4 separate regions of the Zea mays genome follow, and regions 1, 2 and 3 are each linked to region 4. The links are chromatin contacts, called in public Hi-C maps. All regions are on one chromosome and are shown on one strand. Each heading gives the region's core, a stretch centred on a gene start, on an enhancer-like site or on the middle of the called end of the contact. The rest is flanking DNA. Distances are from core to core; before and after follow the strand shown.

Region 1 (6,081 bases), core at 2,463-4,962, 230 kb after region 4:
AGGTTGAGTGGCGAGTGACGTCATATACAAGCAACGCCCCAACAGCGCCTCGGTAATACGCACTAGTGATTGCACGGTATCTGCAGTGATATTGAACTGCAGTGAGATAAGTAAACCAAATGGAGAGAATTCTGAATTGCAAGGAAATTCAGTTCCATTAACGCTGATAAAAGAACATTAAGACAACTGACCAAGCAAGTCAACAAACAAATATGTGCACCCTACCGCATTATTCAAAACTTTGCTCATCTGCAACAGTCTTGTCCTAAACTTTGGTCAGGTACTCAGGTTGTCTGTTCAGAGAGAGTGCTGGTGTTTTCCTTATCTAAAGGTCTGGGCGACAGATTCCCTTTATTTTGGACGCATGGTGGACAGGGAACCCAAGCTGTGTAAATAATTGAAAAGAACTTAGGATAATTTGCTAAATGATATATTAAAATAATCAAGCACCAATGAGACAATGGCAATTACTCCACTTGAGATGGGAAGTATAGAATTCACTCCTAACAGCAACAACAGTGCTACAGCGGTACAGCCAAAACAAAAAGTAATAACGAACTCCACTTAAGCACAAGGATACCATTAGATCACTGTCACTTTATTATACAGAATGCTAACAAAAAAAACAATAAGTCAACTTTCTTACAAAAAAAAAACAATAGTGATAGATGTAGCACTCAACAAAAAGCATTACTAGCTCATCGACCATCCACTAGGTCATCATGTTGTTAAATGGAATTCATTGCATCAAATTGCTTGTGTTGTAGTGGGATATTGGTGGAAGGAACAGCATAAGAGTTAAGACAGCAGACAACTACATGCAGGTTATTATAGTCAATAAGCCCTAGTCTCATATAAAATCACTAATCAGGAAGTACCAACCACTGTTAAATATTCCCTCCGTTCTTTTTTATTTGTCGCGTTTTAGTTCAAAAATGAACTAGCCGGCGACAAATATTCGAGAACGGAGGTAGTAATACAATTCTTGACTACGATTAGCCATTGTTGTTTGAATAGACCCTTGTTTTCATTGCTACATGCAAAGCTGCAGACTTTCTATGTGCACCTGTCAGATCCTGTACAATTCGTGCTAAGGCGGGTTCCAGCCCAGGGCACTACCAACCCCTGACACACGGACGCTACCGACCACCACGGTTCCAGTGCGGGTCGGTTGGACCGTCTGGTCGGTGGTGCTGCCATCCACCTTAACAAGTTGGTACCTGTGTTGGGACCGAACCGGTCGGTACTCGGTAACGTCCGCCTTTAGTAACATGGTGTGTTCTGATTGATATATGCCTGCGTCAAGTCAGCTAGCTATTTTTTAACCATTTGAATTGAAAAAAACTTGAAATTTAATCTATAATTAGATTGTATTTATGATTTTTTGTTTTAATGTTTAAGTTATGTAGTTTCATGTATCTATTATTATTATGCTTGAGCCATGTAATTTTAAATTGTTGTCTCAAATTATGTTATTTCATTTACTTAATTATGTAAACAAATGTATTTGAACTAGAGTAAATCACAATGTTTCATTTCAACTAAAAAACTATAGAAGAAAAGTTGATGTGGCGATGAGGTGGATGTAGATTGATGGTAAAGGATGTTGCCATAGAGTGGTAGATAAGGGCGAACAATGGTCGGTATAGATTGGTCGATAGCTGATGTGCCGATAGATAACCCAGAAGGGCTGGAACCAACCCAAGACTCTAGTGCTTCAATATGAACAAGTCACATGCAGCAGTGCACAATGTTAACCACAGGCGTCTAGGGCTGGACAAAATACTCGTGGCTCGTCAGCTCGCTCGGCTCGTGGTCGGCTCGGCTCATTTCAATTTTGTCACTAGTTGAGCTAGCATCTCAGCTCGATTTGTTAACGAGCTAGCTCGTTAGCTCGAATGAGCTAGCATTTGTCAGCAAAACAAGCCTCCACTTGTGTTGGCTTGATTTCTAGCCCTAGTTCTTCCATGATCACAAGTGTCAAATCACTTCGATGTACTTTGCATGGACTCCTCATTTGTGCTAATTAGTTTTTGTTGCATTAACAAAATGCCACCAAAATTGCTCTACAAAGTTGTCTAGACTTCTTACACAGAACCCACCTGCCCCTTAGAATCCCCATCACACCCAAGCTTGAAAAATCTAGTTCCATGGCACATAAATACAACAAAAACCTAGAAAGGTGCTCAGACATTATTGTAAAGTCCATTAGTTTAAGCAATTAGTATATCTTTGTTTTGCCTTAATCAATTCAGCCATTCTTCAAAGATTAGGTGTTATTTTGGCAGCCTTTTCTATTGGAGTTTTGTCTTAAATAATTATGTCACTAACAAGCACTAGTTAATACAAATTGTGGCAGGTCATTTCCTTAACACTCTTGAAGAAGAAAATTTATCGATAATACAAGGTGCTGGTGCATCACATCTTGAAGCATCATTTTTTGTAAACAATTGAGACAGTAATATAGATGACATGGATACATGATCAGCATATAAAACAAAGAATCACTGCAAGTATGTAAACAAATGACAAAAAATCCCAATCACAATGATTGGTCCCAATCATAGACATGTCCATCTAAATAACTGGCAGAACAAGCTAACAAGAAGTTTACAAAATGGTGGAATGAAGAAAAGAAAAATGGAGTGAAGACTCTTCACTCCTCAGAAATTCAGTGCAGTAGAACAAGACGAATAGCCAAACTTATGGGCTAAGTGTAAGAGTGCAAAAATCAATTTCATAAGCATCAGTTCTAATTTGAGGTGACCATGTTCGATAAACCTGTTTTTGACATAAATACCTATTTATAGCAGGGTCCAAGACGATTAAATTTTAGAAAACAATAAGTGTACAAAATATAGCTATATATTGCATTGTGTGCATTTTACGGTTTTGACTACTAAATTAACTGAACTGGGCAGGAAGTCTGCATGCAAACAAGAGAAAGGAAAAATGGCCGATCTGCTCCTCCCAGGCTAAATGATCAACGTGAGTCAAAACAAAGAAACCTACTAACCTTCAGAAAGTCTTATTCAGTCCACGCCACCTGCTGCACTGCTGCGTACTCGAAACCAAGCTCCAGGCAGTATAAAAAAACGTTTGTGCAATAGAAGAATATCCTATCATCGTCATCCTACAACTCTAGTCAACAATAGGATGCCTGCATGCTGATTCGCGTGTTCCAGTATCGGATCCTGAAATGAAAATGCACCAAACCCTACAAATGGTAATCAACAGCAGCACGCAACGCAATTCGGCAGCGAGATCCAAAGCGAGAGCCCAATCTTAACGGTGACAACGAGGATACGCACGCTAGCAGCAGCCGAACCGAGACGCAAATCAGATCTACTACCAGCTGCCGCGGCAGCGGCGGGGAGAGAAGAGAGGCGAGACGAGCTGGAGCGAGCTGAAACGAAACGTACCGTTCCTGGCCGGCGGTGTCCCAAATCTGGGCCTTGACGACCTTGCCGTCGACCTGGAGAGAGCGGGTGGCGAACTCGACGCCGATGGTGGACTTGGACTCGAGGCTGAACTCGTTGCGCGTGAAGCGTGAGAGCAAGTTGGACTTGCCGACGCCGGAGTCGCCGATCAGGACCACCTTGAAGAGGTAATCGTAATCGTCCTCGGCCCGGTAGCCTGCCGCCATTGCTACGCGCCCCTCCGGGGCCCTCTGCCCTTGTCGTGGCGATCTGGTTTTGGGGCGAGAGAGAGCAGTGGGGGGGGGGGGGGGGGGGGGGGGGGGGGGGGGGGGAAGGAAGAGGAGGGGAAAACAGGAAAGGAAGGGGGACACGGCCGCACGGGAACGACAGCAAGCGCGGCGGGTGGGGGATTTTGGTTAGTTTGGTTTCCGTTTTCACCGCGTGGGCCGCGGCACTGTGGCAATGATAGCAGTAACCGAGCCGACGCGACGGCTTAAAAAAATGGAAAACGCGTTCTTGCTCTAGCTGGAAAAAAATCAGGTAGCTCTCAGCTGCAGACGGGTTTAGTGAACAGGAAAATGAAAGATATCCAATCCCCTGCTATTTAAATAGTAAGAGGATTCTTTCCCATAGATTTTCTTTACATCTCGTTTGAATCCTTAGAATTGCATTCTATTTTAATAATAATAATTTAGGCATATATCAATTAAGCTAATTTGATTTTATACAAAATATATTTATATACTATTATTAGCAAGATGCCAGATATATTTATGTAATACATTTTTACTATAGAAATGTGAATCAAAGAGCGTCATATAAGTTGCAGAGTAGAAACAAATTCTACTGTACATAAAATCATTTCTCATCCTCTACCTCATGAATTTGATATAGGCTTATATACGAACTTTAGAAAGTGGTGGAATGTCAAATTCCAAGCTAAGTAGGTTACTTTATTAAGTAAATTCCAATTTCTCCAAAATGAATGGATCCAAACGCCCTGTTATTTCTTTCTTTGTCCATTAAATCAGCTCTAAAAGTGACTAAACTAAACTGATATAGTATATGAGCTCCTTCTATATACATTGTGTACATTTAAAACTTTAATAAAGACTTTAGTGGGGCTCTATGGACTCCACAATGGTAGGGGAGGCTCATGCCATGCCCGCCCCACCGTTGTCTCCGTCTCTGTTGCCCCCACTCTTGTGTTTGAGAGTTGTGGCGAAATCCCTCCATGAATGAGGCAATTTAGCAATAATGCCACAAACTTATCGAATAGGTTGATCTTTAGCTGATCAAGCTCGTTTGTCATGCATTGTATCTCATGAAACTGCTCGACTACAGATTTTCAATCAGTCATCTTGTAGTCATGATACTGCTCCATGATGTACAGTCGCTCCAACATTTGTGTTGTCATATTCGGCTTCTATAACGTTCTATAACTCTTTAGCGTTTGTATAATGTTGGGGATCTTCTTCTCCGCCGAAGGTCCTCAAGGCAACATCTTCGGCAAAGTGATACAGAGGTCCTCTTTTCATCTATTGAAGGTTCTTAAGACGAAGTCCTTGCGTAGAAGCAATATTGCCAAATGCCAAAGCTACCATCAGCTTCGGTTCAAGTCAAGCAGAAGAAGAAAAGACCAGATAGACCTTAGTATTTTAGGATGTCTGTAGATAAATGTTAAGGGTCATGAATGTAATTTTACCGGGCAGCGTCTCGTGCCTATAAATAGGTGAACAGTAATACCGTACTGTTCACGCTAGATGGTAATCACTCTCTCGCGTCTTCACCTTCGAGCAAGCTGAAGGTATCAATGTAATATTAATACTATTAATATTCATACATGTTTTATGAAATGCAAATATGTATGAATTAATGATATGCAGTTACTGTCTTCATCCTTTTGCATTCACATTTACATATTAAATAATGAAGGTATGTCCTTCTTGACCTTCGTCAGATGAGCATTATACTCATATGGAAATAATGTTTCGGAAGACGAAGGTCCATAATAATTAACAATTGTGTTGCCTTGTTCTTGATCTACAACATTTGAGAACAAGTGACCAACATTGGCGCCCAACTCCGGTGAACTCACTCCCACGACTGCGACAAATGGCTTCGCAAGGCAACCAAGCTGTGGCACCTTTGGCCACGAAGCTGGTGCTCCCGATCACATGCGGCTCAAGTTCTGAACCAGCCAACAAGAAGTAGAAGAAGGAAGCACAGAGAAGGGTACACCATGTTGGAATCCAAGGACCCTTCATCAAGTCCAAGTGGTCTCATATACCAATCACCTTCTCCCAGGAGGACCTTCAGCTCAAGGATTATCCTCACAATGATGCATTGGTTATATCTTGTGTCATCAAGGGGTTTCTGGTTCACAATGTCCTTGTAGACACAAGCAGTGCAGCAGATATCATCTTTGCAAAAGCTTTCAGGCAGATGCAGGGGCAGGATGACAAGATACATGATGCAACACACCCCCTCTGTGGCTTCAGAGAAAGGCAGATAGTGGCACTTGGCAAGATAACTATGCTGATTACCTTCGGTTATGTTCATAATACAAGAACAGAACAAGCTGTCTTTGATATTGTTGATATGGAGTATCCTTACAATGCAATCATTGGGCGAGGAACATTAAATGCTTTCAAAGCAATAC
Region 2 (6,310 bases), core at 1,235-3,734, 210 kb after region 4:
CAACTTATTATTTGTATTTCATTCTCTCTACTAATAATTTTTATACCAAATCATGAACTCGTTGTTCATTACATAGATTTTGGATCATGATATCATTAATCATTATGATACTTATTGATTATGAGAAGATAATTATATTGGAGATGAAACCCGCGGGTAACCCATGGGTACCCGTTAACCCGATGGGTACGGGTTTGGGCAAAATCTCAAACCCGTCACGGGTACGGGTTTTTTAATGGGCATAGATATTTTTCACGGGTACGGGTTTGGGACGGCAAAACCCAGCGGGTTTGTACCCGTTGCCATCTCTAGTTCCATGTCGTTGTACTGTGTATGACGCCCCTTCCATTAAAAAACTTAAACTGTACACAAATTAGAATTGAAACCGTGTTTGTTGGTTCCAAACCCACGTTGTCAGCCGCCTAAACAACAGAACACATGTGTCTTTGTGATGGGATTCATAGCATCGTTCGAGCACCTAACTAGTTTAAGGGTATGTCTGTTTCCTTGGAAGATTATGTAATCCAGCTTATTTTACATAGGTTATATAATCTGGAATATATAACCTGATAGAGATGTTTGTTTACACAAATTATATTAGTGGACAAAGAGCCAAACAGTGCGCCATAATCAAGGTATATCTAGATTATATAATCTGTGCTGTTTGTTTTGCTACTTAACTTATTTAAGGTGAATTATATAATCTAGCAGAGGGTAGACAAACGGCTTTGAGGGGCCTGGAGAGTCTAGAGATGGAATGTTTTAGTAGATCCGCCACGCAACACTAACGTACGTGCGCGCAACGTGGTTCTCTCGCGTGACCCAGGGAAAGCCTAAACAAGCATAAGCGAAGAACATGCCGTACCGTATGTAATGTAACGTAATGCCCGCGGGCGACCACAAACGTGCGCGTGGTGTGGTGAGCAGTTGCAGAGTAATAAGAAATCGTCAGGGATAGCCCGCGCGCGCACCTGAAAGCGACACATCTCATCGTGTTGCATGCTTTGTTTGGTGGTTGGTTGGTTCTTCAGGACTTCCCGTCGTCGGTTGCAATTGCATTGCTTGCTTTGCTGTTGTGTTAGGTGTGGTGGTCAAACAATTGAAGCAAGCTAGACAGGAAGAAGCGAGTGTCTCAATTCTCACCGGCTAGGTAAGATATATACGTATCTCTATTCCTCTTTCTACTCGTGAGTCGTGACAAGCACGCATATATCTATAATATAATATAATGCCAGTAGTAGGAGAGGAGTGTAGGAAAAAGAAAAGAATCGAGGATTTGATTTCGTCATGGAGATGCTCACTTTTTCAAACCGGTGCATATATGTTCATGCACATGCACGCACGAATGACGTCTGCAGGTGTGTCATAAAGCGAAAGTGACCCTCCGCCCTACTACGTGTCACTTTACGAATTGGCTTATAGCACGCACGAATCTTGCGTTGTAGTGAGAGAGAGAGAAACAGTTGACCCCCTATTTGGGCTTGGGCGAGGAGGAGAGATGGTAATAGGGCTCGATTCGCCGTGGTTCCATTAAGTCTATTTTGGGAACTCATTTTTAAGTGTTTTTTATTTTTCAAGGAAAATTAGTTCATTTTCTTTTGAAAAATTGGAAACCCTAGAAGAAAATGGGGTTGCCAAACTAGCCCTTAAAGAATACAGATAGGAAAGTTTCTTCCTCAATGGATATGTAAACGGGAAAATACTTCTTTCGACAAGTAAACGGGGATGAGGATGATGAAGCATTCCCTATTCCAGTTCCTCCACGGAGACTTGTTAAACTTGCATGTGACGATATACTAATTAATGATATAAATAAATAATTACCTTATCAAAATTGAATAAGAAGGAGATTTTATTTCCTTCAATCTCATATAATTTTGTGCCTCTCAAACTAGCCCTTAGGCCTTAGCATGTTGACGTTGCCACCATGTGTTAGCGCGGCGTGCGACGTTCCAATCAGTCTTAAAAAAAACTGTGGAACCGTGAGTTTTTTCAATTTCGTTTAAAATTCAAAAAAGAACAATATATATGTAAATATATCAGGAAAAAATATGATAAGGAACTACATGTTTTCTTGAGTTATCTAGTATGTCACATATTTATTTATTTAAAAAAACAATCAACATTTTTGGGAAAAACAATGAATTTCACGGAAAAAGATACGTTTTCCCTGTCGAGGATACGGATTTCCGTACGTTTGCTTACCCACATCTTGCCGTCGTCTGACGGTGTCAACCTGAGCAGTGAGCCCCGAGGAAGGATACACTGCAGTACTGCACTCATTTGGTCGCTTGCCCCTGCCATGGAATCGGTGGAATTCGGAAAACATGATGGAACGCGACCCCAAACTGCTCCTGAGACCAACCAGACGGCGAGGAGACGAGACAACAACGCTATCACGCGATCGACCCCACTTCCAGGGACATTGAGCAGCGACAGTCGATGGGGCGCACGTGGAAAACAAGCGTCTGCCGGGTGCTGTGCAGCTTTCGTTCCAGAGCCGGCTGGCATGGGCTTCAGATGACCGGCTGCCTCGCGTACCTAGCCTAGCCTAGCCAAGGCCCAGCCCAGGCGCACTCAACGCTGGCTAGCTGTTGTTTTGACCTTGACGCATTCCGTGGAATTACCAACTTGAGGTACCAGTTTGGATGACATCAGATTTTGAGAATCTGAATAGAAAGGATTACAACGGTTTCATTCGACTTTGAGGTACTAAAAATCTAGGGGTGGGCACTTTTTTTACCATAAACCGAAAACCGAACCGAACCGAAATTTCGGTTTTTTCGGTGGTTCGGTTCGGTTTCGGTTTTTGTATCTCGGAAGTTCGGTTTTCGATATCGTAATCGGTTTTCACCGTATACCGAACCGAAATAAAAAAACGAATACCAAACTTTATCAATTCTAAAATTTGACTTTTCGATTATGTGAACTAAATGTGTTAAGCAACTAAATTATTATTCACTTATTTATATGTGATGTATGATGTATCTCTAAATATTTGTACTTATATAATTTTTACTTTTTAAAATTATGTGTAATCTATCATATAAACTTGCTGTATGTGTTGTCTTGAGTATAAGTTTGGTATTCGGTTTTTACCGAAAAACCAAAGTAAAAACCCGAAACCGAAGTTCTCGGTTTTCATTTTCTAGAAAACCGATTGGTTTCTGTTAGAATACCCGTTTAGGGTTTGGGGCCTTCCTCATGTAATGATCATCTCACCCCTCTGTAATGGGCCTGGCCCAGTTCACTCAGTCTATTAATATATCACCCAACCCCTGTTAGGGTTAGGGGTTCACATTCCAATATGGTATCAGATTAGGTTTTTCCAGCCTCCTCCCTCCCAGCCGCCAGCCGCCGACTTCCCCTCTCCCCTCTCCTTCCCAGCCGCGGAACTCCCTCCCCCATCCCCACCGCGCCCTGAAACCACGTCGGGCTCTGCCCTCCGTCCGCCCAGCCATCCCTGCGGCTCCGGCCGAGGCCGTCCCCGGCAGCCACGGCCTTCCCACTCTGCTCTCTCCCAGCCGCCGGCCCCAACCGACGGCACCTCTCCTTCGCCACCACCGAGCCGCCCGTCCCCAAGCTTGTGGCCCGACGCGCCGCCAGGAGCAGCAGCCGCGCCCGGTGCCGCTCTCTGCCCCGCGACCCGCCCAGGCTGCGGCCGTGCCGCCGTCCGTGCACTCCGCCGGATCCCCGCCCAGGCGCGCCTTGGACGGCCGCCGCCAGGTCGCGACCCCGTCCGCACTCGCGCCAGGGAGCCGAGCAGCCCAGGCGCCGACGCCGCCTCGCGTCCGGGACCGTGCCGCGCCAGGACGCCGGCCCTGCGACCCGACCGCCTCCCGCACCTCGCCAGCAGCCGAGCATCCCTGCGCCCAACAACGACCGCGCGCACAGCGCTGCGCCGACGACCACGCCAGGAGCCGCGCCACCCGCGCCCGACGCCCGACCCCATCGTCCATCCCTCTCCCCGGTTCTGGGGTTTGAGGCGGCGGACGGCAAGATCCGCGCACCAGCTCAGGCGCCGCCCCCACCGCCAGCCGCGCTCTTCCTGCTCGCGCACGTCGCCCCCGTGCCGTCCAGGAGCTCCTGACGGGAGGTCCCGCGCTCCTGTTGTTCCGCGCCCGGATGTCCAGTCCGCGCCTCCCTGCGCCGGGTGACCGTGCCCCGGCCCAGCAGTGACACGACCCTCCTACACCGGTCGCCATGAGCTTTACCTCGCCCGCCGCTCTCGCAACTGTGCGCGTCCTCCTCCACGACGACCAGCTCATCCGGGGCATGTTCGTGTCCTTCGATCCAGTCTGGAACACTATACTTCGAGACTGCGTCGAGATCCACCCTCAGGCGGGTCGCCACGTGCCTGGACCGCTTGTCTTCCCACGTGCTGCGATCGCCTCCCTAGCGGTTGAGCCTGTGTCATCTCCCTCCCTTCCTAGTGCCTCTATCGGGGAACCTTCTCTGGCTCTCTCCGCTCACACCGTACCTTCGCCACCTCCACCTCCCCGAACCACCACCGATTGGGTGGTTGACTCCGGGGCCTCCTTCCACACTACCCCCACCACTAATTCGTTACTCCACTCCCATCCACCCCACCCCTCACATCCTACCTCCATCGTCGTCGGCAACGGTTCCACCCTCCCGGTCACCTCAGTAGGTACATCGGTTCTTCCAGGACCATTCTGCCTTAACGACGTCCTTGTTGCTCCCGGACTGACTCATCCCCTCCTCTCGGTTCGTCGCTTCACTAGTGACAACCAGTGCTCTATGGAGTTCGACCCCTGGGGCCTCACCATACGCCACCTTCCCACACATGTTGTGCTTGCTCGCTGTGACAGCTCCGGCCCCCTCTACTCTCTTCACTTGCCCTCCACTCCCCACACCAGAGTAGCCTCATCTCCTGTCCTTACTACTACCACCACATCACATGCTCTTGCTACTACCACCACCTCCTCCGCCATTTGGCACCGTCGCCTCGGGCACCCTGGACCTGACGTCATGTCCCAGCTTTCCGGCCACTCCGACATACCATATACTCGAGGCTCTTCTGAGCACCTCTGTCATGCCTGTCAGCTTGGCCGTCACTCCCGTCTTCCTTTTTCCACTTCCACGTCCAGGGCTGTTCAGGCCTTTGATCTTGTCCACTGTGATCTCTGGACATCTCCTGTCCTTAGCCTCTCCGGCTACAAGTACTACCTGGTCATTCTGGATGACTACTCCCATTTCCTTTGGACTTTCCCCCTTCGGCTGAAGTCCGACACGTTTACCACCCTCACTCACTTCTTTGCCTGGGTATCCACCCAGTTCCGCCGCCCGGTCCGTGCCCTGCAGTGTGACAATGGCCGCGAGTTCGACAACAACGCCTCCCGCTCTTTCTTCCTCACTCACGGCGTCTAGTTGCGTCTCTCGTGTCCCTACACTTCTGCTCAGAACGATCGGGCCGAGCGCATGATTCGCACCACCACCAACATGATCCGCTGCCTTCTCTTTCAGGCGTCTCTCCCTGCCACCTACTGGGCAGAGGCCCTTCATACTGCCACTCATCTCCTCAACCGTCTTCCCTCGAAGGCGGTGAGCCACCCTACACCTCACTTTGCCCTGTACGGCACAACCCCTTCCTACGACCACCTGCGCGTGTTCGGCTGTGCCTGCTACCCTAACATTTTCGCTACTGCCCCCAACAAGCTTTCTCCTGGCTCCACTCGCTGCCTATTCCTCGGCTACTCCCCTGACCACAAGGGGTATCGGTGCCTGGACCTCACCTCCCACCGCATCATCATCTCTCGTCATGTCGTCTTCGACGAAGATGTGTTTGAAAGGGAAATGTGCCCTTGGGCCATTTCTAAGTATTTTGGTGATTTAGTGTCCAACACAAGTGCCTAAGTGTAAAATGGTGGACAAAGTACAAATCAAGGATAAAGGTATGTTTCTCAGACTTAGTACATTGTTTTAAAGACTAATGTGTTGTGTCTAAGTGCTGGAAACAGGAAAAATCCAATTGAAAATGTCTTGGCTCAAGCAGCCAAGAATCTGCTCAGTCTGGGAGCACCGGACTGTCCGGTGCGCCAGGCTGGTTCGAGCGAAGTGGCCGCTCTCGGGAATTCACCGGCGACGTACGGCTATAATTCACCGGACTGTCCGGTGTGCACCGGACTGTCCGATGAGCCAACGGTCGGTCGGGCCAACGGTCGGCCGCGCGATCTGCGCGGGACACGTGGCCGAGCCAACGGCTAGAAGAGGGCACCGGACTGTCCGGTGTGCACTAGACATGTCCGGTGCGCCAACGGCTCTCTAGCTGCCAACGGTCGGTTGCGCC
Region 3 (6,180 bases), core at 2,188-4,687, 160 kb before region 4:
GACGCGTAGATCATTATTATGCAGTTTGCTCTTATGTTTGGTGTAATGTTAATGTTGCATATACCATGTTTGTTTGTATTGCTACGAGTAGTAGCGAGGTTACGAGTCACTTGAAGACCAAGTTGGTACTTGGGAATCTCGAGTCTAAGGCAAGTTGTGCCCTTGATCACTCTTCTTTGCCTAATAATGTTCTTGTTAATCACTGTGACATGCTTAGGTTAACTTTATGGGATCTAATAGGTTTCCCTAGCATTGTTTATCCCCCAACTTGCAAACAAATGAACTATTGGGTAGATTTGCTATTGCTATACCTGGTTTTTTGGGAAATTAATGTTTTATTATGATCATGTTCCAATTATTTTGTTGTTTTAATTATTGTTCATGATAAGATCATTATGTTAATTGGAACATGGAGAACCACCCAGAAAAGTAGTGCTACCACAAGGGTGGAATGGGACGCCCTTGGCCAAGTAATTAGGAAAGCTAGGGAGAGATTACCATACCCGAAAGGGGCAAGCGGGGAAGCGCCGCTGCTAGAGTATAGGGAGGTTCTCAGGTCGAACTGCTGCGATGGCAGTTCGGACGAGGGATTCCTATGCTTCCTTCGTCCTGAAACCATAGTTGGTATTCTCGAACTAGTGGAACTTTGGAAAGGCCTCGTAGTGCTACCCTGCCTCGCTTCCTCAGTAGAGGTGTATGGTGTCCGATCAACCCCATGGCAAATGGGTAACACGACTTGTGGGTAAAGATGCACAACCTCTGTACAGTGTAAAACCTGTATATCAGCCGTGCTCACGGTCATGAGAGGCTCGAACACTCACATGATTAATCTATGGAATTAAACTTAATTTGCTATTTTCATTGCATTGTGGGTGTTGTTACTAATTTTGATCTCTTACTTATTTGGGTTGGTATATACTTATACTTAGTAACTACTAATAAAATTTTGACCAACTTTAAAAGCAATGCTCAGCTTGAACCATTTTTTAGTAAGCCTTACACTTCACATGAGTCCCCACCTTTGGAGAGTCCCCACCAAGTTTGTGTTGTTTAGTCTTGATTTTTACAGGATCGCCTATTCACCCCCCTCTAGGTGATCTCAGATAGTAGGCTTGCGGCTACAATTAGTCGAAGGATATCTCTTTGGCCCGGGAAATCTATGTCGTCCGATCTAATCGGGTCGGTGTTGTGGGATCTAGCATTATAAAATCTTGACCGTGGATCTAAGGATCGACGGTCAATTGTGCATGCCGGTTTAATGAAGAGCTAACCTAATTTGAGCCACTTATTCCATATCCTATGGCCGAGATCCACCGATATTCTTTCCGCCGTGTACAAATTACTAAAGAGTCCTTGTAATTTTTATAGAACAACCCGCCATCATGTGATAGCATTGGAGAGTTAAAAATGGGTCCCTGGAATTAGCAGACTAGCCCCTGAACTCTCGGAATTCTATGCCCGCAATCCATCGGATATATGAATTAATGAGGGAAATAGTAAATTAATGTTGAAAATGATTTTTTGTATGAAAATAATTTCAGAAACTTGTTTAATTCATAAGTAATTCATTTTAACTCATTTTTTATCCATTCCAGTTGCATTAAATTCACATTAATATTGTTTATCATCTAGTAACTTTGTATTACCATGAAACCTATGATTAAAATCTTGTACCTCATTTGTTTTATAGTAAACACCTAAAGTTTCGGAAAATCATAACTCTTTAACCATAACTCCGAATTTAGTGATTCTTGAACCTAGGATCTAGTTACGATGCGTAGATCATTATTATGCAGTTTGCTCTTATGTTTGGTGTAATGTTAATGTTGCATATACCATGTTTGTTTGTATTGCTACGAGTAGTAGCGAGGTTACGAGTCACTTGAAGACCAAGTTGGTACATGGGAATCTCGAGTCTAAGGCAAGTTGTGCCCTTGATCACTCTTCTTTGCCTAATAATGTTCTTGTTAATCACTGTGACATGCTCAGGTTAATTTTATGGGATCTAATAGGTTTCTCTAGCATTGTTTATCACCCAACTTGCAAACAAATGAACTATTGGGTAGATTTGCTATTGCTCTACCTGGTTTTGGGAAATCAATGTTTTATTATGATCATGTTCCAATTATGTTATTGTTTTAATCATTGTTCATAATAAGATCATTATGTTAATTGGAACATGGAGAACCACCCAGAAAAACAGTGCTACCACAAGGGTGGAATGGGACGCCCTTGGCCAAGTAATTAGGAAAGCTAGGGAGAGATTACCATACCCGAAAGGGGCAAGCGGGGAAGCGTCGCTGCTAGAGTATAGGGAGGTTCTCGGGTCGAACTGCTGCGATGGCAGTTCGGACGAGGGATTCCTATGCTTCCTTCGTTCTGAACCCATAGTTGGTATTCTCGAACTAGTGGAACTTTGGAAAGGCCTCGTAGTGCTACCCTGCCTCGCTTCCTCGGTAGAGGTGTATGGTGTCCGATCAACCCCATGGCAAATGGGTAACATGACTTGTGGGTAAAGATGCACAACCTCTGTAGAGTGTAAAACTCGTATATCTGCCGTGCTCACGGTCATGAGAGGCTCGGACACTCACATGATTAATCTATGGAATTAAACTTAATTTTCTATTTGCATTGCATTGTGGGTTTTGTTACTAATTTTGATCTCTTACTTATTTGGGTTGGTATATACTTATACTTAGTAACTACTAATAAAATTTTTACCAACTTTAAAAGCAATGCTCAGCTTGAACCATTTCCTTTAGTAAGCCTTACACTTCACATGAGTCCCCACCTTTGGAGAGTTCATGCACATTATTCCCCACAACATGTTGAGCGATGAACGTATGTGAGCTCACCCTTGCTGTACTCACACCCCCTAGGTCAAGAACAGGTACCATAGGTGTAACACCTCAAAATTATATTGGTGGAATTCGTTAAAATTCTTCAAAGAGTTTGAATTTGGAATACCTTCTAATAAGGATTTTCTTTTGTGAAAGCTAAATTTCCTAAAATAAACATCAATTAAAATGATTTCTATTCAAGTACTTGTTGAATTATATATTTAAGTTAAAACATCTCTTAAAAAAAGATGCTACACCCTAGAAGACATTTTCTTAAACCACTATTTTGTGTGCATGGATGGAGTATGTGGAAGCATTTCTTAAATAGGATTAATAGATAAATAAATAGATGAATAAAATATTGATGCATCTCATGCTTGGATTTTCATGCTTCAAAATTTAGTGTGAAATTTAAATCAAAATTAGAGTCAAGGATTTAAAATAGAAAACAAAATAGAAAAAGACAAAAGAATAAGACTTTCTTGTGCTGGGCTGACTTCAGCCATCCGGTCCCATCTCCACCTCTCCTACCCTGGCCCACCGCTATATCTCCTGGATCCCGCGCGGACTGGGTTCTAGGAATGACTCGTGGGCCCCGCTGGGCAGCCACACTGCCGTCTTCATCAAACGCGCGTGGACTCCCCTCCAGGCGCCGACACGCGAGCCCGCTCAACCTGTGACTTACCGCACACATATCACCTCGGCACTAACGGTTGGGCCCCATTGGGCAAGCACCACGTCTCCTACGGCTCAACCACTATCGCCATCAGGTGGGCCATCTCCGTCAGTTTCGTCTCCTCAACCGGATCGCGAAAATCATGGCTGAGATCGTCGCACCACGCGGCTCCTACGGACCTGACACAACCTACCCTTCCGAGATATAAAACCCTGCGCCAGCGTCCCTCACTCCCTTCTCCTCCCCCATTGGCATCGCCTGCTCAAAAATTGTGCGGTTCTAACCACCGTCGCTGCTAATGGGGAGGGAGAAATCCCAGTCACCGCCAATGACCGATCGCTACACCGTCGCCAGTGACTCGGATGAAGGCTAGGAAGATTCGTCGTGATCCGAGGATTGTGTTCGTGGTTCTGTGGATCCATGGGAGCAAGCAAGGACCGAGGATTTACTCACCGTTGGTCGGCGCCGCCACGCTGCTGTCCTTCGCCATGGGCGGGTGTTTGCATGGCAGAAACACGGTGAGAACCCTCTAGACCGACTCGCTTTCATCCACGTATCATGTAGCTCCGGGCTAGGTAGGAAGCATCATACTAGAGTGGAGAATCACCTTCGACGGCGTGAATCCGCCATGATCCCCGGCGGCTCCGCCGTGCTTAGCTCGGCTAGGGTGGCTGTGGGGAAGACGAACTCGCGATCGTCTAATTCCGTTTGAACGGCTGTGATTAAATCGCATGTACCCCTTCAGCCTAATATATCAGAACCGTCGATTCACAGTTGGGTGGCCATGATTTAATCAGGCATACCCTTTCGTCCATATAGAATACAGGCCACCGATTGTTGGATCCACGGCTCTGGGCGCGTACCACCTGGGTTAAAGCCAGATCTAACCCACACCATTGGGATCGAATCCGACGGTGGGGTGCACGTTCTAGTTGTCTAGGATCCGATCTAATCCTGGCGGTGGGCTTGTGATCTTACGGCTCATCTCCTACGATACTTCTTCGGTCTCGGTAATATGCAAACGAGTCCCCATGCTTTATAGAAAATAACCAGCGATCCCATACAACTCTAGAACCATTACAACTAAGCCATGTTTTTATCATGTTAGCCCCTGATCTTTAGGGTATTGTTGTGCGCGGTCCAGATGTCTAGTGAACTAATAAAATAACCAGAGAAATTGATTTTTAATTTGAAGATAACTCTAAAAACCTTGGAAAAATCACATCTTCCTTATTTTAACTCTGTTTTGGTCTGTTCCAGTTGCGTTAGCTTCGTATAAATATTTACTATGCAGTAACAACATTAATTATACCTTGTCGCATAGTTTTATAGTTAGATACTTACTTATCCCATGTCTACTAGATTAACTCTTCTAAAACAAAGCTAACCTGTCCATAATTATAATTTGACTAAAATATGATCTCTAGTCAAGTTATAATTAAGATTAAAGTTGAATTAATTATTTCTTTAAATTATATTTATGAAATCAAAACAAGACCTAGTTTAATTACTTAATCATGTAGGTCTTCCGAATACTATACCTCTTAAATCGTAACTCCGAATTTAGTGGTTCTCGAACCTAGGTTCTCGTTACGACACGCAGGTCATTATTATGCAGTTTATTCTTATGTTTGGTGTGATGTTAATTTTGCTTATACCATGTTTGTTTGTATTGCTACGATTAGCAGTGAGGTCACGAGAATCAGAAGATCATCCTGGTACCTAGAATCTTAAGTCTCAGGCAAGTTGTGCCCTTGATCACTGTTCTTTACCCAATAATGTTACTGTTAATCACTATGACATGCTCAGGTTAATCTGATGGAACCTAATAGGTTTCCCTAGACTTGTTTATCCCACACCTTGTTTACCACTGAACTTTTGGGTAGTTATGCTATTGCTCTATCTGGTTTTGGGATTAATATTACATTATGATCGTGTTTCGATTATACTGTTGTCTTAATTATTGTTCATGATAGGATCATTGTGTTAATTGGAACATGTATCTTAACTTGAGAAAAAAACGTGCTACCACAAGGGTGGAATGGGACGCCCTTGACTAACTAATTAGGAAAGCTAGTGGAGGACTACCTTACCTGAAAGGGACAAGGGCAATAGGGGAGTTGCATATAGGGAGGTTCTCGGGTTGATCATGTTGCGATGGCTTTTCGGACGACGGATTCCTATATAGCCCTTCCTAGAAACTGTAGCGGGTTTTCTAAAGCTAGTGGAACTTTGTAAAGGCCTCGTAGTGGATCCCTAGCCATTCACCTCGAAAGTGTCTAAGGGTCTAGTTAACCCTGGCTAGACGGGATACATGACTTGTGGGTAAAGGACGCAACCTCTGCAGAGTGTAAAACTGGTATATCAGTCGTGCTCGCGATCATGAGCAGCTCAGGACTCTCGTATGATTAATTTATGGAACTAAACTTAATATGTCATATACATTGCATCACGTGTGTTATTATCAATTTTGATCTCTTACTTAATTGGGTTGTTATCAACTTATACTTAGTAACTGCTAATAAAATTTGACCGAGTTTAAAAGCAATGCTCAGCTTTAACCATGTCCTTTGGTAAGCCTTACACTTCACATGAGCTCCCACCTTTGGTGAGTTCATGCACATTATTCCCCACAACTTGTTGAGCGATGAACGTATGTGAGCT
Region 4 (6,512 bases), core at 289-2,788:
TCCTTGGTTAAGTCTTCAAGTTACAAAGAGTAAACAAACAAGAAATAGATTTATGCAAAATAAAACAATGCATATCCAACGGAAACATGATTAACATCTCCGTCCCAAGAAATGATAGCTAAATGCTGCTCAATTTTGTATTAACATAATTATAGACCTAAGTTTCAGTGAGTCAGAAACAGGACACACTGAAGAGTCTTACTTGATGCCAAGATCAATGTGCTCCTGGATTCCGAAACCAAAGCACCCTGTGTCACTGAAGTTCCTCCTTAGCAGTTCATATTCCTTGACCTTAAGTCCACTCTCCAGAAGCTGCATTGCCTTCTCACCCCTTACAGTAACATAGCAGGCAATCTTCTCATTACGCCTGATACCAAAGGAACGGACAGTGTACCTAGCTGAAGAATCAGAAAACCACAAAATATTAAACAAAAGAAACTCATCGGTGTTAGGAAGCAGAGAAGAAAACACTAATATAAAACAAGCAAATATACCCTTAGAGAACACTGGTGACTGGCCACTCAGTTGCTCCAGGACCTGCAAGCATGGATGCAACCATGGACTTACTGATATGCTTATGGTAAATTTAAAGGGGTCCATAGAAGTAATCAACTATTAAGCAGTTTACAGCATAGTTAGAGTTCAAAATAGTATGATTTACAATACTAAGCAGTAAATGAGTAGCTACAGCCACCAAAACAACATGGTTGAGGTCATTTGCATGAGTTTCGATGTACTAGAAAAGGCACTGTAATGATAAATGACATTAATAGCTCAAGTTTCTTTATTACACAGTTACCATTAAGCTTCGAATTCTCATTCTGTTGTCAGTGATCGACATCAGAAATGACTACACAAAGTGATCCTACAAGCCTACAACTATAAGAGACGTCATCTGCCAGCTGCAATCCGTTAAGGAATTGTTGCACAATACGGAGACCAGACTGAATTTCAAACTCTTTCCATGGAACTACATTCTTCCGTTATAAAAAATATTATCCTGGTTACACACAATCCGAACAAACCATACTAAACGAGTAGCAGAAGCTACCTATGAAGGGCGCATGAGATTACATCTACCAACGATGGAAACCGGACGGCTATAACAAGGATAAAAAACAATAAACTGTTTTTTTTTTTTTGCAAAAATCTGAGGCGCAAGAACAGGCACGAACCTTGGCGGCGCGGGTGAGGCGATCCCCACTCTCTCCGACGGAGATGTTGAGCACCAGCTTCTGCACCTTGATCTCCCTCATCGGGTTGGATTGCTTCTTCTCCGACGCCTGCGAAAGAAAAGACACGCACACAGAGAAGCGCATAAGGGTTAGGTCCATATACAGTAACTGAGGAGCAGCTAAGCGTGATGACGGGAGAGACCAGATGCTCACCATGGATAAGGCGGCGCCGGCGCCAGCGGAGTGAGAAGGAAAAGGGGCGCCGGCTGGTGGAACGTGGCGAGTGGCAGCGGCTGGCGGAGCGTGGCGAGGGGCGGCGGCGGGGGAATTAAAAGAGGGAAACCCTAGAGACAGGGGGGTCTCGACTTTCACTTGGGCCTGGTTCATTGATAAAGTTATGGGCTTTTGTTTTGGGCTGTAATATGAAGAAAACATTTGGACTATATTCGCTGGCCCCTCGTCACTGACGACGTACAGGCCGGGTTAATATAACAATCCAGCATGATGACGAACTGGCCCAATGTGTAGGGCCCGTCCTAGGCTTGAAATAGTAAGAAGGGCCCATCCTATGATCCTAGGCTTGAAATAGCATGATGACTTTTATTGTCAACAAATTTGTTTTTGAATTGTTGACCTAATTTCTGACGTGGATCCACATCTAGGGAACCAGATGCGTCATGCGTTGCAATACAGCCATATACCGCTTGATTGGATGGTTGTATGTTGGCGCCCGGGCTCGTGCGGCCATGGTGGGCCAGATACGACGGATTCGATCAGCCAAACCGTCTTAAAATGGATTATTTTGTATCCGCTCATGCAACATATGTTTATCGTGTGTATGCAACTAAACATAAGCTAAGACAAAGTCAACGCATATGATGGGCAACCAATCAGATGGGCATGAGCAGCAACATGATTGGAAAACAATGTCTCTAGTCATTTGACACTAGAGAAGTTGTGGCAATACTCTATACTGATGCGGATCAGGGAATTGAACCATTTTAGGCCTTGTTCGATTATTTCAATTCCATGTGGATTGATGTGTATTGGAATGGATTGAGATGAATTTCGACTTGCTACGAATTTAAACCGACTTAATATCATCTAATCTACATAAATTATTGTTGAAATGAACAAGCCTTAGATGAATCTCCCTACCCAAACACCCTGTAACATCGGTCAGATTGCCGCCTACTGGAAGCGAAACCAAAACAGGTACACTACATGAAAATGATAGTGCTCAGCTAGCTAGAAGGGTGCCTAGATCAATCTCCATTTTTCAGGACCATCAAAAACAGAATAAATATCTGTACTTTTGCTTTGGCACCAGCGGCACCTGATTGATCTCGTCCTCTCGTCGAGTTCGAAAATAATCCTTTCAGGCTATATATGTACATGTATGCTTTCGTCGCTTCTTTTTCACAACAGTATTTGTTAGGTAGTTAATTCTCGATCGAGAGGGACCTTGCATCAATCTCATCCTGTAACTACCTGTGTTGTGTGTTGTGCATCGTGAGGATGAAGCGATTGATTTGTTTGGTATCTTTCCTCCCATTCCCCATTGCCATTATTGAAGGGTCATGGTAGGCTACTAGAGGTCTAGGGCCTGATCATGATAAGCTAATACAAGTCTAGCACTTAAGAGCTAGACTGCCACCCACGATGCATACAGAAACTAGAAATAGTTTCTATGCGTATGATTGGTTGTCTGGGTAACCGACGCATGGCTCGACCAAGCCTGGCCTGTCACAAACGCGGCTTTCGTGCTTCTCCATGTATGCAACAAAAAAGGCTCAATTTGGCCTCCGTTGCATCCACACATAGAGGCATGCACATGCAGGCATCCAATCAGAAGTTAGGGGTCAGTCAATGCACGGGCAAAGGCCGGTTGTCGAGAAGCACACAACCAATCTTGCAGACCTAGGAGTAGCGATAGACCGCCGTCGGCGAGGCGACCCCATGAGCACAGGCACGGGAGAGGACACAGGCCACGGCGCTGGCAAGCCAGAGATAGAGAGTGCACGTGGGGTGGCTGGAGGAAGAAGAAATGAGCATTTGAGTGACTGGCGTGCGGGCCTAGGCGAAGAAAAGAGTTCAAAACAGCGGTTATGGGCACACAGGACATTGCACAGTGCAGTGTATAGTGCACTTTGGATAGCCTACGTAGAGGCTGAGGAAGCCGAGCCAAGCCAGAGCATCGGACAGTGCACAGTGCAGTGTCCAGTGCACACCGCACTGTTTGGTGAGCCTAGACTGAGGGAATTTTGAAATGTTTCTGAGATTTTTGCGTCAATCCAAATCCCAACTTATAAGCACACAAAAGAACACCTATTGGGACAAGTATTGGCACCCTCACATATTCTCTCATATTTTTCAAAATGTTTTGCCATAGGCTATGTAGTTTTTAGAAAAATAAGCAAATGGTGAGAGTTTGCATTTGAAAGCTACACTAGGGGTTTCATGAATGAAATGAGATGTGAATGCTCCCCCTAAATGTAGTAACAAGTGCACATCTCAAGAACCAACATTTGAATTATAAAGAACATTTAAGCATAAGCAAAGCTAGAAAGCTAGAACTTGTCAAGTTTGAGCCCGAGTTAAGCTTTTTCACATGCTTTTCAGGCGATTATCTTAACTAGGTTAGACAAGTCCTAGATGCAATCATGAAATTAAATATGCAATGCAAGCTTGACGCCACCATATTAGATTCATGTGAAATTACTGAGATCAAGAATATTAAGCTCATTCCTCAATTTGCAAAAGCGGGATTCATCTAATGGCTTTGTGAAAATATTCACTAGCTGATCATCCGTCCTCACTCCTTCTAATGAAATATCTCCCTTAGCAACATGATTTCTAAGGAAATGATGACGGATGTCAATGTGCTTAGTGCGAGAGTGTTGGACATGATTATTACCAATTTTAACAGCACTCTCATTATCACATAACAAAGGCACCTTTTCTAGAACTACACCATAGTCTAGAAGGTTTGTTTCATATAAAGAATTTGTGTGCAACATGCACCTGCGGTTGATAAGGCAACACTATTTTGCTTTTACGAAGTCAAGGAAACTAGTGATCTTCCAAGCAAATGGCACCCTCCAGCTGTACTTTTTCTATCGACTTTGCATCTGGCATAATCCGAATCAGAATAGCCAACTAAATCAAAAGTAGCTCCTTTGGGATACCAAAGCCAATGCTTAGGGTGTGCTTTACGTACCTAAGGATTCTTTTAACATCACTAAGATGGGCTTCCTTAGGATTTGCTTGAAAGCGAGCACACATACACACACTAAACATGATGTCGGGCCTAGATGCGGTAAGGTACAATAAACTACCAATCATAGAATGGTAGAGAGTTTGATCAACCAGTTTACCTTTCTCATCTAGGTCGAGATGTCCATTTGTAGGCATTGGTGTCTTGATTGGCTTGCAATCCTCCATTTTGAATCTTTTCATCACATCTTTGTTATACTTCTCTTAAGAGAGGAAGTTCCCTTCTTTCATTTGCTTGACTTGAAAGCCGAGAAAGAATGTGAGCTCACCAATCATAGACATCTAGAACTCCTTCGACATTATCTCACCAAATCTCTTGCAATGACTATCATTTGTCGAGCCAAAGATTATATCATCAACATAAACTTGACAAATGGAAATATCACTGTTATGCTTCTTGATGAATAGTGTGGTGTCCACGGTCCCGATCTTGAAGCCCTTCTCAAGAAGGAAGTCGTGAAGGCACTCATACCAAGCCCTTAGAGCTTGCTTTAATCCATATAGCGCCTTGGACAACCTATAAACATGATTAGGACATCTAGGGTCTTCAAACCCGTGGGGTTGCTCAACATATACAAGTTCATTAATGAAGCCATTTAAAAATACACTTTTTACATCCATTTTATATAGTTTAATATTATTGTTGGATGCATATGCCAGAAGGATACGGATGACTTCAAGTCGAGTAACCGGCGCAAAGGTCTCTACAAAGTTCAATCCTTCAACTTGAGAGAACCCCTTTGCAAATAGCCTTGCCTTGTTCCGCACAATTACTCCTTGATCATCATGCTTGTTTCTAAACACCCACTTGGTTCCAATGACTTGCATTTTGTGGAGGCTCTTCAAGCGTCCAAACTTGATTCCGAGTGATTTTTTTTTAGTTCTTCATGCATGGCGTTCACCCAATCCAAATCATTTAGTGCCTCATCTTTACAAGTAGGCTCAACACAAGAAACAAAGACGTGATGTTCAACAAATGAAACATTTTTTGTGAACAAGTAATAACCCCTTTTGATGGACTCCCAATGATGAGAACTTGTGGATGTGATTGTAGTAGAGATGAAGTTCTTTTGTCAACCACTTGGGGAGGGCACAAAGATGAAGTCTTCAAACCTCTAACCATGTATTTCTTCATAATCTTCTTGAGTGTGCTCATTCTAACATGTGCAAGCCTTCTATGTCATAGCCATCCAAGAGATGCTTTGGTACAGAGGCATGTCCTTAGGTTAGCATCTTCAGAAGATAAATCCACTAAATATAGGTTGCTATATCTAAATCCTTTGATTATGACTAACTCATCATCCATTTTAGATACAACAACCTCTGATGGAGTGAATAAGCATTGAAGGCCAAGATCACACAGCTGACCGACTAATAGCAAGTTGAAACACACTGGAGCAACCAAGAGAACATTTTAAATTGAAAGATCATTTGATATATCCACCTCGCCAAGCCCTTGAACTTTTTCTTTTAAATTATCTCCAAATGTGATTTGGTCTTGTTCATCAACATCTTCATCTAGTGAGGTGAACATCCATGGGTTACCAGTCATGTGTTAGTACAACCACTATCAATTACCTAATGGCTCCCACCAGTCTTGTAGTTAACCTTCTTGCACAAAGGAATCAAGCTTCCATTAGGCACCCTATCTTGCGTAGGGCCCATAACTTTCTCAATTAAGGACTTTGCAACCCAAATCTGTTTTAGGCCTATGTAAGGAAAATGGACGACGACCCATTTATCTAAATGATTATGGTGTTTGATGATCAACATAGTCCGTGGACTAATGGTTTTGCTAGTGTCTGTATTTGTAGTTCACAGGATGCGAAGAGGATTGGACTGAGACTCTAAGGATGCAACACCTCAAAAGAAGACCTAAAATATGCGTAGAAGTCAAGACTCAAGACAAAAAGAAGCCTAAAAATAGTGAAGAAATCCAAGAAGTGGGCATTTAGCCAGCGCTCTGGTGGTGCACCGGACATGTCTGGTGTGCACCGGACAGTCTGTGCAAAGAGGTCCACAAACTGGACTCTCGGGTGTTGTAGCACCGGATTGTCCGGT

Evidence for each region. Hi-C and Micro-C count contacts between places; a contact is called where the count stands out from the background.
Region 1: a contact with region 4 is called in a Hi-C map of tassel, with 3 times the contacts expected there. The contact joins the promoter of LOC100283582 here to the promoter of LOC100282010 in region 4. A contact is called at or near these places in 5 of 25 Hi-C or Micro-C datasets (bundle sheath, ear, leaf and 1 more).
Region 2: a contact with region 4 is called in a Hi-C map of tassel, with 2.1 times the contacts expected there. The contact joins the enhancer-like site here to the promoter of LOC100282010 in region 4. A contact is called at or near these places in 2 of 25 Hi-C or Micro-C datasets (ear and tassel).
Region 3: a contact with region 4 is called in a Hi-C map of bundle sheath, with 2.5 times the contacts expected there. The contact joins the enhancer-like site here to the promoter of LOC100282010 in region 4. A contact is called at or near these places in 3 of 25 Hi-C or Micro-C datasets (bundle sheath, leaf and tassel).

Annotation. Positions count from the first base shown.
Region 1 is chr9:81,960,842-81,966,922 of Zm-B73-REFERENCE-NAM-5.0, reverse strand. It overlaps LOC100283582, which reads right to left and starts at 3,712. Exons shown (of 2, transcript NM_001369294.1): 1 at 3,423-3,712; 2 at 1-80. The coding sequence starts at 3,646.
Region 2 is chr9:81,979,480-81,985,789 of Zm-B73-REFERENCE-NAM-5.0, reverse strand. No RefSeq gene overlaps it. Among protein-coding and RNA genes, the nearest start is that of LOC103638601, 17 kb to the left of the region's middle. Within about 2 kb of position 2,484, at least 18 of the 20 cell types and tissues checked have an H3K27ac peak or open chromatin away from gene starts, as enhancers often do. A contact at or near this core is called in ear and tassel, where this site is marked.
Region 3 is chr9:82,348,193-82,354,372 of Zm-B73-REFERENCE-NAM-5.0, reverse strand. No RefSeq gene overlaps it. Among protein-coding and RNA genes, the nearest start is that of LOC100282250, 16 kb to the right of the region's middle. Within about 2 kb of position 3,437, at least 16 of the 20 cell types and tissues checked have an H3K27ac peak or open chromatin away from gene starts, as enhancers often do. A contact at or near this core is called in bundle sheath, leaf and tassel, where this site is marked.
Region 4 is chr9:82,187,735-82,194,246 of Zm-B73-REFERENCE-NAM-5.0, reverse strand. It overlaps LOC100282010 (60S ribosomal protein L11-1), which reads right to left and starts at 1,538. Exons shown (of 5, transcript NM_001154923.2): 1 at 1,389-1,538; 2 at 1,176-1,283; 3 at 495-537; 4 at 203-398. The coding sequence starts at 1,391.